2 separate regions of the Anser cygnoides genome follow, and region 2 is linked to region 1. A link is a contact called in public Hi-C data. All regions are on one chromosome and are shown on one strand. The core of a region is the stretch at or near the end of the contact, and the rest is flanking DNA. Distances in the headings are between cores, read along the strand shown.

The links. A called contact is a pair of places that touch in the nucleus more often than the background predicts.
Region 2: a contact with region 1 is called in a Hi-C map of liver, with 2.7 times the contacts expected there. The contact joins two enhancer-like sites. A contact is called at or near these places in 2 of 7 Hi-C or Micro-C datasets (both in liver).

What each region holds. Positions count from the first base shown.
Region 1 is chr3:45,181,525-45,186,438 of Taihu_goose_T2T_genome, reverse strand. The region is part of intron 3 of FAM120B (family with sequence similarity 120 member B); the gene reads left to right. Among named protein-coding and RNA genes, the nearest start is that of DLL1, 12 kb to the left of the region's middle. Within about 2 kb of position 2,963, at least 3 of the 3 cell types and tissues checked have open chromatin away from gene starts, as enhancers often do. A contact at or near this core is called in liver, where this site is marked.
Region 2 is chr3:45,474,572-45,479,485 of Taihu_goose_T2T_genome, reverse strand. No RefSeq gene overlaps it. Among named protein-coding and RNA genes, the nearest start is that of DYNLT2, 23 kb to the left of the region's middle. Within about 2 kb of position 2,100, at least 2 of the 3 cell types and tissues checked have open chromatin away from gene starts, as enhancers often do. A contact at or near this core is called in liver, where this site is marked.

The DNA.
Region 1 (4,914 bases), core at 1,714-4,213:
GTGGCTACTTCTGCATGGCATTTAGGATAAAAACTGTGGGCAACTAAGATGTAGTTTGTAAGGAATCAAAAGAAAACTTGACAATGAAATTGTAGTTTTTCTACATGCTGTTAATTTTCAGTACTTTTCAAGAGATTTAAAAAAACGTATTTTTTTGTTGATAAATGGGAAGTTGTAAAAGTTGTTAATCATCAAAAGATTGAGCAAAACTAAGACATTTAGAATATTTTAAGAGTTTGAGAGGATATAAAGCCTTGTTTTGTTTTACTAAGTATCTCCTGATGAATTAATGTCGGCTGTAATACACTTCTACAAAATAGTTACCGTTTTGCCTTCTGTTGATTTTAAGTCTGTGATTTTAAGAACATCTGATAGGCAAACACAGTTATTGCAGTAATACACAAGCAGTCATGCCAGTGATTATTAATTCTTTCATCAAGGTGGAAGAAAGTAAGATTTCTTTATCCAGTTGTATAAACAGATACTGCAGTAGGTATCTGTGCTTCTCTTCTACTTTAAGACACAAAATTTTTATGTGCATCCTTGTACAAATTTTGCGCTATTGAGACTGTCATTACTTAAATGTTATCTTTAGCTGTGGTGGCTTTTATTTCATGCTCCCAGTGGCTTTTAGGCAGTGACTTGAAAAAATGCATTTTTATTCTTTTTAATATGCTGTTTTCTCTTCGTTAATCACTTTACATTTGTATTGATGAAAGTGCCCCACAATCAACTTAATATTTAAACTATGTGCTTAGAAAGGCCATATAAATGAGGTACCTGACTTCCTTCACCAACTAGAAATTGAAGTCATACCATAATAGGAAAAAAATAAGAAAAACTGATTCAGAGTTTACATAGTCCTTTAGAGAGAATAACAAAAAGCTCAGCAGTAGTCATGCACATCTGTCATCTTTCATTTTTCAGCCTATTGCCTCTAAAATTTGTAGACAATTATAACTTCATTGGGTTTTGTTTGTTCCTCTGCGCAGCAGGATATTCATTGATGTTTTCAGAAACACCCAGTACCAAAACTTCTAATTAACAATTGTTGCTGCAGGATGGCAGGGTAGTAGGCAGATTTGCATTTGTGTTAGTGTTTGTAGTGGTCAGATGAAGAAGATTAGAATTGAAATACAGAAACATTAATTTAGAATTGTAATGAAAATGAAATTTGGACTTGAAAGAGGTCTTCTTTTAAGAAAGTGATTTTAGAATAGAACCATGGATAACATGTTTTACTTGCTGTCAGTTCATGCTTCAAATTCCAGAAACAGTTTTGTAAAGTAAATCATGCTGAACACCCCCAATCCTTAACCTTTCCAAAAAGGTAGGTAGAGCTTGTCTGCATGGCTACTGTAATAAATCTGCATTTTTATTGCTTGTATCTACCTCTTTCTGCTTTAACTGTGTCACTTCCTAGTCGTTCATGGGTTGGTTAGTTGGTATTTACTCCAGTGTATAGTTGCTTTCAGGTCAAGAGTGTAGACCATTAATCAGATTCTGTATGGAAATTTGTAAGTGAATGTCAGCATTATTTTTTAATGAATTTCCTTGTAGAGCTACAAGGCAATAGTGTTCTCTACAAAGTAAGTAGAATCCTTTACGAGTTTCACTCGGATAAAGTCTGACTTTTTTGTAGTTCAGTGAGGGGTAGGAAGGGGAGATGTAAACAGCACTGTATGTAGATTGTCATATAATGTAGAATTACTTTAGATTAGCATTAAAAAGAAGAGCTTACTGGAAGGAGGCAACCAATTAAATTAGGCTGGAGCCTGCTGCTGTAGAGAAACAATTGCCAGTGTAGCTCTTGTAAAATCAAGTCAGCTAACTACACAATGTTCCAGTTTGCAGCGGAGACGTATGTATACCCGCTTTTATTCCTTAAGATCCCTCAATTATAAGATTCCTGGTTTGGATACTGACCTCTTTGCAGTTTGCAAATCTTCTTATTTAGTGTTAAATAAGGATAACAAAACAGCCAACACTTTGTAAAAGCAGCAATTGCTGTTTTAGTTAAGAACATGTTAAAAATAATGTAAACTGCTCAATCAACCCTGAAACAAGAACCTCTTACGTTTTGTTTATTTAGGTTAAGATTTTTAGATGCCTAAGATACCCAAGAATCAATAGGAGCTGGATGTCATCATATCCTTTGAAATCACCTGCATAGACCATGCCACTTTGCCAGCATTTATTTTGCTGCCACTGCCAGTGTAATTTTCTTGCACAGCCATTCCTTTCAGTCCCTGTGCAACCTCTCAGTTGTGCCGGTGCAGCTCTTTGTGCAGCTACATGGTGGCAAACTGAAAATAGCTCATTTTTCTCTTCCCTGACTTTCTTGCAGTCAGGTAACTAACCTGGTTCTGTTTCCCTATCTGACTCTGTGTAGTCACAAACAGTTGTGGTAAAACAACCTGAGGGAATAGCAGGGAGTGGGAATGAGCAAATCAATGGTCACCTGAAAAAGTTAACAAGACTGCTGAAAGAACTGCTCTTGAAGCTTTCACTTCGGCTGTAGTTTGATGTATGGTAAGCATGTGCATACATTTATTTACCAAAGTATTACTAGAATAAGAGCCTTATTTTCACCCCACCAAAAAAAAAAAAAGGAAAAAAAAAAAAAGGAAGGGGGATGATCTTGATCATACAACACTTGTTGCTTGTGTTTATTAAAAATATAATTAATATTACCAGAGCTTCTTCTGAGCACTAGGTGGAATATTGCTTTATAGTGATACATAAGTTGTCAACTTTCAACATTGTTCCTAGAACAACTGTACTGTTAGAAAAAATCGAGGAGGAGGGAAAAATAACAGTAAATAGTGCAGGCTGATATACAAGCCAAGCTCTTTCTTTTGTACACAAAGAGTTCAGAACAAAGCCGACAGGTTTTGGCACTAGCTCAGTCCATGGAAATACCTGCACCAGTTGCAAGGTTATGTAATGCAGCCTAAACACGTGGCCAGCTCCTGGAAGTCCTGGCATCACTCCCAGTTCTAAGATTAGCAGCCCAGGCTGACCATGCCTTTGACACTGTCAAAAACAGGCCATTAGTAGAATTTTTGCCAGTTATCACAAGTGACTGCTCAGTAGGGTTGGCGTTGGTGCAGGTGTAGAGGAGCACACCGTTTCCAGCAGTCTCTTAGGTCAATGTTTTGCACGTAGCTGAAATTTTCCTTTAGCTACTAGGCAGTGCTTTCACAGGTTATACAGGGTCTATTTAAGCAAAGGAAATCATGTTTTTGAATTTCACTGGTGATAATCTATATGTGTATTGTGGGGGAAAAAATGTTTCAAAAATTAGACTACTTTTTTACCCAGAGATAATTCCATGCCAGAAGACTTGGCATTTAGTAATCGCCTTTCAATGCAGTTCTTGCTAGGTTCATGTGCTGTGAATTTGCAGGACCTTCTGCAATATATTGTGTTGTCAAGTATGTCCCCTCTTGTTTGTTGTTCTACCCAAATACCATGTACTTTTTTTTTTTACTCAACTTTGTGTCTTCCGTAGCTATTGGTTTATTGCTTGGCCATCCAGTGCATTCAGATAGAACAGGTAACTTGACTTTCCTGCCTTTCTTTCAGTTGGTGCCCTAATAGGATCTGTCAGCCGAGTCACCAGTTTCATGCAATGTTTTGCTGTTTCATACAGTTGAAATCTTTTGTGCTGTTTCAGATTTAGTTGAAAAAGATCAGTGGGTCCATCAATTAGTTAAAAGACAGACATCCTAATTATATAAGCCTTGCTTCCTTAAGAAACCAGGCTAAAATTTAGGAGGTCGAATGGATTGGATAAAGCAGAGTCATTTACGTAATGGCTTCAAACAGTGCTAAAACATGAAAATGCTTTCTGAAAGTGACTTTGGGATATTAAATTGGAAGGTTTTCTTAATGGAAAAACATTATCATAGGCAATGATTTATAATCAAGATTTGAGACTCTTCAGCTATTGGAATGTGCAGTTGAATGTGTAGGTTTTTTTCCCCCAGCCTAGGCATTTTTCATTTTATTCTTCACATCAACAGTTTTCAAACAACAAAGCATGGTAAGCACAGGTGTAGTGCTGTCCCTTGCAGTCCAGTTGCTGACTCTTCAGTCCTTCACCTTCATTGGGAGTTTGTGCTACAGGTCCATGCTTAAGGAAGGTAGAAGAAGCAGGGCAGTAAAACAGATTTTGTCAAGTTCTTTTCCCCTCCTCTTATCCCTGAGTCTAGCACCCCATCTGAGGTTATTCTTCCCCTGCACCATGACATGCTATTGCTCATTCATGCCAGCAGTCATTTTCTGCACTGAACTATGGACAAGGTCAGGAAACTAATGTGACCAAAGTTTTTGAGATGGGGGAGACAAGAGGAGGAGAGTGTTGGAGAGTTGGTTGTTGTTTGTGTGTCTTTGATGTTTTATGCTAGGTAAAGATTTTTGGGGGGTTCACATTGCGGCATTAGAAATCTATGTGAATTAAAATGCACAGTGATGGGAATTAATGACAAAAGGCAGGGATTTGTTGTTAGTACCACTGAAACCCCCTGTATCTCAAAAACACTGAGTGAGAGCTGGAAGGATTTATAGATGCAATTCTGTGAATCTGGAAACTGACCTTGGTTAGCTTTGTACAACAGAAATCAGAACTGGTAACTGACTGTTCTGTCTTCCTCTCCCCAACACCCTTACGGCAGACATGTTCTGAGCGATGCAGAGAAGTAAGGTACCAGATTCCCTTTGATTTTAATGTGAGCTCAGCTTTAAAGCCAGTATGGGGTGGGGAGCATGTGGCTCAAATAGTGAAACTTTTAAGTTAAAAGACGCCTTAATCTTTACATGGAGCAGGGGTGAGGTTGGGGTTTGGAGGGCTAGGAAGCCACTTGAGCTATTAGGCATAAACAATCCCTTTATACCGGATAAAAGATCTGG
Region 2 (4,914 bases), core at 851-3,350, 290 kb before region 1:
TATCTAGCAGTTTTCAAGCAGCCTGATAGTCTTCGAAGCAAACGCATGGTGGCAGTGTTTGGTAACTCAACATCACGTCCTGACATTTACTCTCATCTTTTTCCTTTGAATGTGTTTGTAAAGTAGTCAAGTTTTCTGCTAATCTTGTCAGCTTTGTTATTTGTTGTGTGTCCTTTATTGTGGCTGTTGCTTCTGTTGAAAGTGTTTTCTCTCCTCATTTGTTTCAGATCACTTTTGGAGAAACTGAACAACTCTAAAAATGTTTTGTAAATTGCATTCAAATAATAAGATAGAGCTTTATCACTCACCACATTATTTTCTGAGGACTTTTCAAATTTGCCAGTACTCCATCAAGCTCCCCTCTCCTCAAGGAGCTTGAGGATAAGTTCTATGATTTTAATAAACAGTTTAATTATTGTTTCTTACAGAACATGAGATAGTTTGACATTCCTAAAAGAAAAGTTTCCAGATTATCTTTTGTTAATTGCTGTGGTATCATGAAAACAAGTCTTATCTCAAAAGCAAAATATATCTTTTGTACAAAAATGATAATTGTCAAGGAATGTGTTTATTGAGAAAATTGCTCTGAGGTCTTAGCCTTATTGCTATGGTAATGATTTTTCAGCCTGTTAAAACTGAAATGTGCTATTTGTATGCCACCCTGTGAAGAAGATAAAGTTGAGCATTGCTTGTTGGGTGGCCTCTGAAATCCATGTCCACAGTAGCACTTTCAGACCATGCAAAGAGGTTGCAGTTAAAAAAGATTTTCATTCACATGAAGCAGTTTTAGTACACTGTGAAATCTTGTGTAGAAATGTTGGAACATCCCCAGCAAAGCTTGTTTCTGCCTTATACTACAGCAGTGCATCTGGTCCATGTATGGTGTATCACCTTTTTTTCATAAATTGGTCTGCAGATGCTGAGCAGATTCCTGGAGTAAATTATTCTTGTCCCATCTACTTCAGTGCCGAGTTTTTACTCCACTGAGGATCTGCCCCATGCTGTTTGTGTTTCCCTTGAAGTGAATTGGCTCCTATCAGTGCTTCCTTTTTGGACTTGCATCTTTTCAGGGGACTAGAAGAATGAGCCATGTATTTCAGATAAAACTGCTATATATATTAAAAAACAAAACAACAACAACAAACACTAATTAACTTAGTGGCTTAATTCACAGGGAAGTGGAGATTGTGTGGGACTTCACAGCTATAAACCAAACTCTTAATTTTTAAAATATTTTTTGTGTTTTAGAAAGAACTTCATTTAAATTGTTTTTCTTTCTGAGGCTTTTTCAGGGTCAATGCTGTTAGATCACTTGATTTTTGCCTTTTTTAAATTTTCAGGGATAAATGGATATCTGTTATTTAAGAAGTCTTTTAAGTCATATAGATTTTCAGATAGAAATTGACTGAAAGGAAAATACCTGTTGTTTGCCTTCCCTGGGCCCCAGGCAATAGGATATAAATAATGGGTAGTGAATACTGTGGGAGATGAAACTGGCATTTTTTCTGAAGGTGAGAATCCAAGACAATGTATACAATTAAAACCAGCAGCAGCCTTGCCTACCAGAAAGAGTCCATGCCTTCTGGCATTCTCCACCGAATACCTCCTCTGTTCATCTTCCATGTATATGCATCTCACAGTTTCTCTAAAAATAATAATAATAAAAAGGCATAGTAGATCCAGCCAGCACCAGTTTGTTTTCCATGTTTTCTTTTCTCTGTAAGGGATTAGTTGTAGTAACAGATTTCATGTGCCAGAAAGTGGGTGAACATTAACTATTTTGTCATGCACTGATCCTTCCCACAGCCCTGCAAAATTTGAAATGCAGGAATGGTTATTCATTAACATTTCTTTGTGTCTACAGGAAGTACATTTACTATGTAAACATGTTTTATATAGAACATACAGCTGTTTTGAACGAGCACTCAATGAAACATAAGAGTACAGTGCCTACACTGCCACTTCAGAAACTCCAAGATACCACAGCATTGTGTTTTGGAAGAGCAAACACAAAGACTTTTCCTGGAAAATGAATGGTGGAAGTTTCTTAAAAATAAATAAATAAATAAAATGTATTATTTTGATTGTTATATATCTGAAATGCCTGGACACTGAACTACTGATGTGCAGTCAATATTTAGAAGCGGTGGGGTGGAAAGGGGCTTAAAGTTTGTTATGCTCATTTTAGTACAGATCCCATTAGAAAAGGAAGATCGAAGCACCTTTAGAAAGTCTTCAGACTGGGACGTATATTGCTACAGGAAAAATATTATGGTGTGGAGGAAATGTACCCCCAAAGAAGCTGTATGGTGTAGGCCCCCTCATGCACAGTTTACTATTACTGGGGACCACAGGACTGACTGGGATAGGTGTGCTGGGAGAGGCATTATGTACAGCATGCCAAGCCCTAGGGCAGCTCTCCTCTACCCATGAGGGTAGATACTGGGGTGGTTAGCCAGCATTTGGACCATGGGATGGCATATTGTGTGTTTGTGTTTGCCCTTTAGCTGAACTCAGCCTTGCTCAGAAAAGCACAAAACGAGAGAGGGTGGTGTTGGCTGTCTAACAAGTCCTACGTGCGTCTCCTAGGTGTAACTTTTATTAAAACGTTAAGGAAGGGGAGGGTTTCTAAATGTGTTAATGGGAAAATGGTAATATTCTTAAACCGGCAGCATAGGACAATGATAGGAGATGATAATTAGATGAGCTCATGGATGTAGGACCAATGGCAGCTCTGCAGGAGTGGAAGGTTAATTCTACGCAGTTGGTAAAGAAAAACTAACCACCCCTCCTCTCAAAAAAAAAAAAAAAAAAAGCTGCAGTTGACCCTTCAGGATATAATGCACTTGTGTCAACATGGACTCTGCCCAAACATTGTTCTGTTGTGGAAGCAGCTGGATGCCCTGCCCTCTGGTTTATGTAGCACCAAAGGGAGGGAGTAAGGAGAGATGAGGTGAGGGAAGAGAGAGGGGAAAGAGAAGCAGGAGGGAAAATAAAGCGAACCCAGCTCACCATAACAATATGTTACCAAAACAATAACGCTTTCTGAACTGAAAATGCCCTACAAACTGGCTCTCTCAGAGCTTATTTCTTGATATCCAGGGACCTGCATCAGCAGAGAAATAGCATCCACCTCGAAGTCAGAGGAGTTGTTACAAGGAAGCAATTATTCTGCTTCCTTTAAAAATATTTTTCTTAGGGAAGATAGGCAGAGATGGGGAAAGTGGGGCGGGGAGAGAGTAATGGCTATTCCTGTCTGGCCTGCTGTGTTCGAGGTCTAATTTATAGTACCCCGTGTAGCACGATGGTGTCATCTTAATGGTGTATTAACGCTGAAGTCTGGAATATTTATTTGGTTGAAAAATGCAGCCGATACTAAATACATCTCTGGGGAGATGGCTGTGGGATGATTACCGAAGTGATGGCCATCAAATTGATAGCATTTCTCTGTCCTCCTGGGTCCGCTGCTGTAAAAGTGGGACAGGGTGTTTTCTGGGCGAGAGTAATGGTGGCTGCGCTGTCCTCGGGGGCAGATGTGGCCCAGCACCTGCGCTCTGCATCCTGGACAGACAGGGCTGCTGCACAATTATCTCCCAGTTTGCTCTAATTTCTATTCAGATTAATCAGCGGTTGCTTGACACGAGGAGTCACGTAGTGAGCTTTTAAAGCTCTGCCACACCATTTCTGTTTGTTTGTTTACAATCTATTATTCATGCTCGAAATACTGGCCAATTTAACCTCCTGATTTGTAATATTTCTTTTTTTAAAATGCCAGAATTATTTTACTTTTTGTTGTATTGTTGGGTAAGGTCAGATTGAGTGGAATAATTTGGGGGGGGGGGTGTTTAGTTGGTTGATTTTTTTTTTTTGTTTTGGGTGAAGTCTCCCCTGTGCATTTGCATGTGTATAATACGTGTAATATGTATAAATCCGTGGAGGTTATTGCTGTATTTTTTTTTTCACTTGACTATCCGTACCAGATAATATGAAACAGTGCCCAGTAGAGATTCCTAGCATCCCTTACTTTCAGCCAGTTAATGTGTTGAAGAATGAAAGACATATTACTGAACTCAGGAGAGGGACCCGAGCATTAAAATTGCATATTATTTTTTTTTTGTTATTTGCACTGTGGCTGTGCCCGGACATCCTAAGTGAGGTTGTAAATCATCTGAACTGAACAGGATGACTCAGTTTTGTTGCGTGATGCTGTGTACAAATCAGGAGTGAACAGCCATTTCTGTGAATACATGCATGTTTAATGGAAATTAATTTAACCCAGTCTGTATCAAAGCTATACTGTGGATATTCTGTTAGGATATTTTAATTGAAATGCAAGCAAGATGCAGTCCTGTCTGTGGGAAAGATGGGAAGTGCAATGGAAGGAGCCCTGCCTCCCTGTGTCTGCTGCACCATTATATATAGCTGGGGCTTCTGCAGGCACATAGGAAATGGTGTGTGAGCGTGAGCAGGCTGGTCATGTACATCGGTGGGTCTGTCATGGTTGGGATTTGCTTGCCAACACCCTTACTGGATGGCAGGGATTGCAGCTGTTAGCAATCAAGAGGAAGCTATCGTTTCCTTTTGACTTTTACGGACTGGCCTAATATGAGTTCTATTTATTCAGGTGTTTCTATCCAAATTTTCCAAAGATCGTGAGTTCGACCTTTGTATATGTAGTTTCCCCTCCAATTAGTAAAAAGCATTTAGAAACGTCAAGAATAGGACTAGAAAGGGCCTCCTAGGTGCTGTGTGCTGCTGCTGCAGCCAACCAGATTACATGCTATCTTTTTGATCTGTATCAAATACCAGAAATAATTAATCTCGCCTACTCTTCTGTTTGCCGTACTGCTGTATTAGAACCTCACTCATGTTGCTTAGAAACCCTTTTCTAGTACCCTTTTTTTTTGTGTGGTC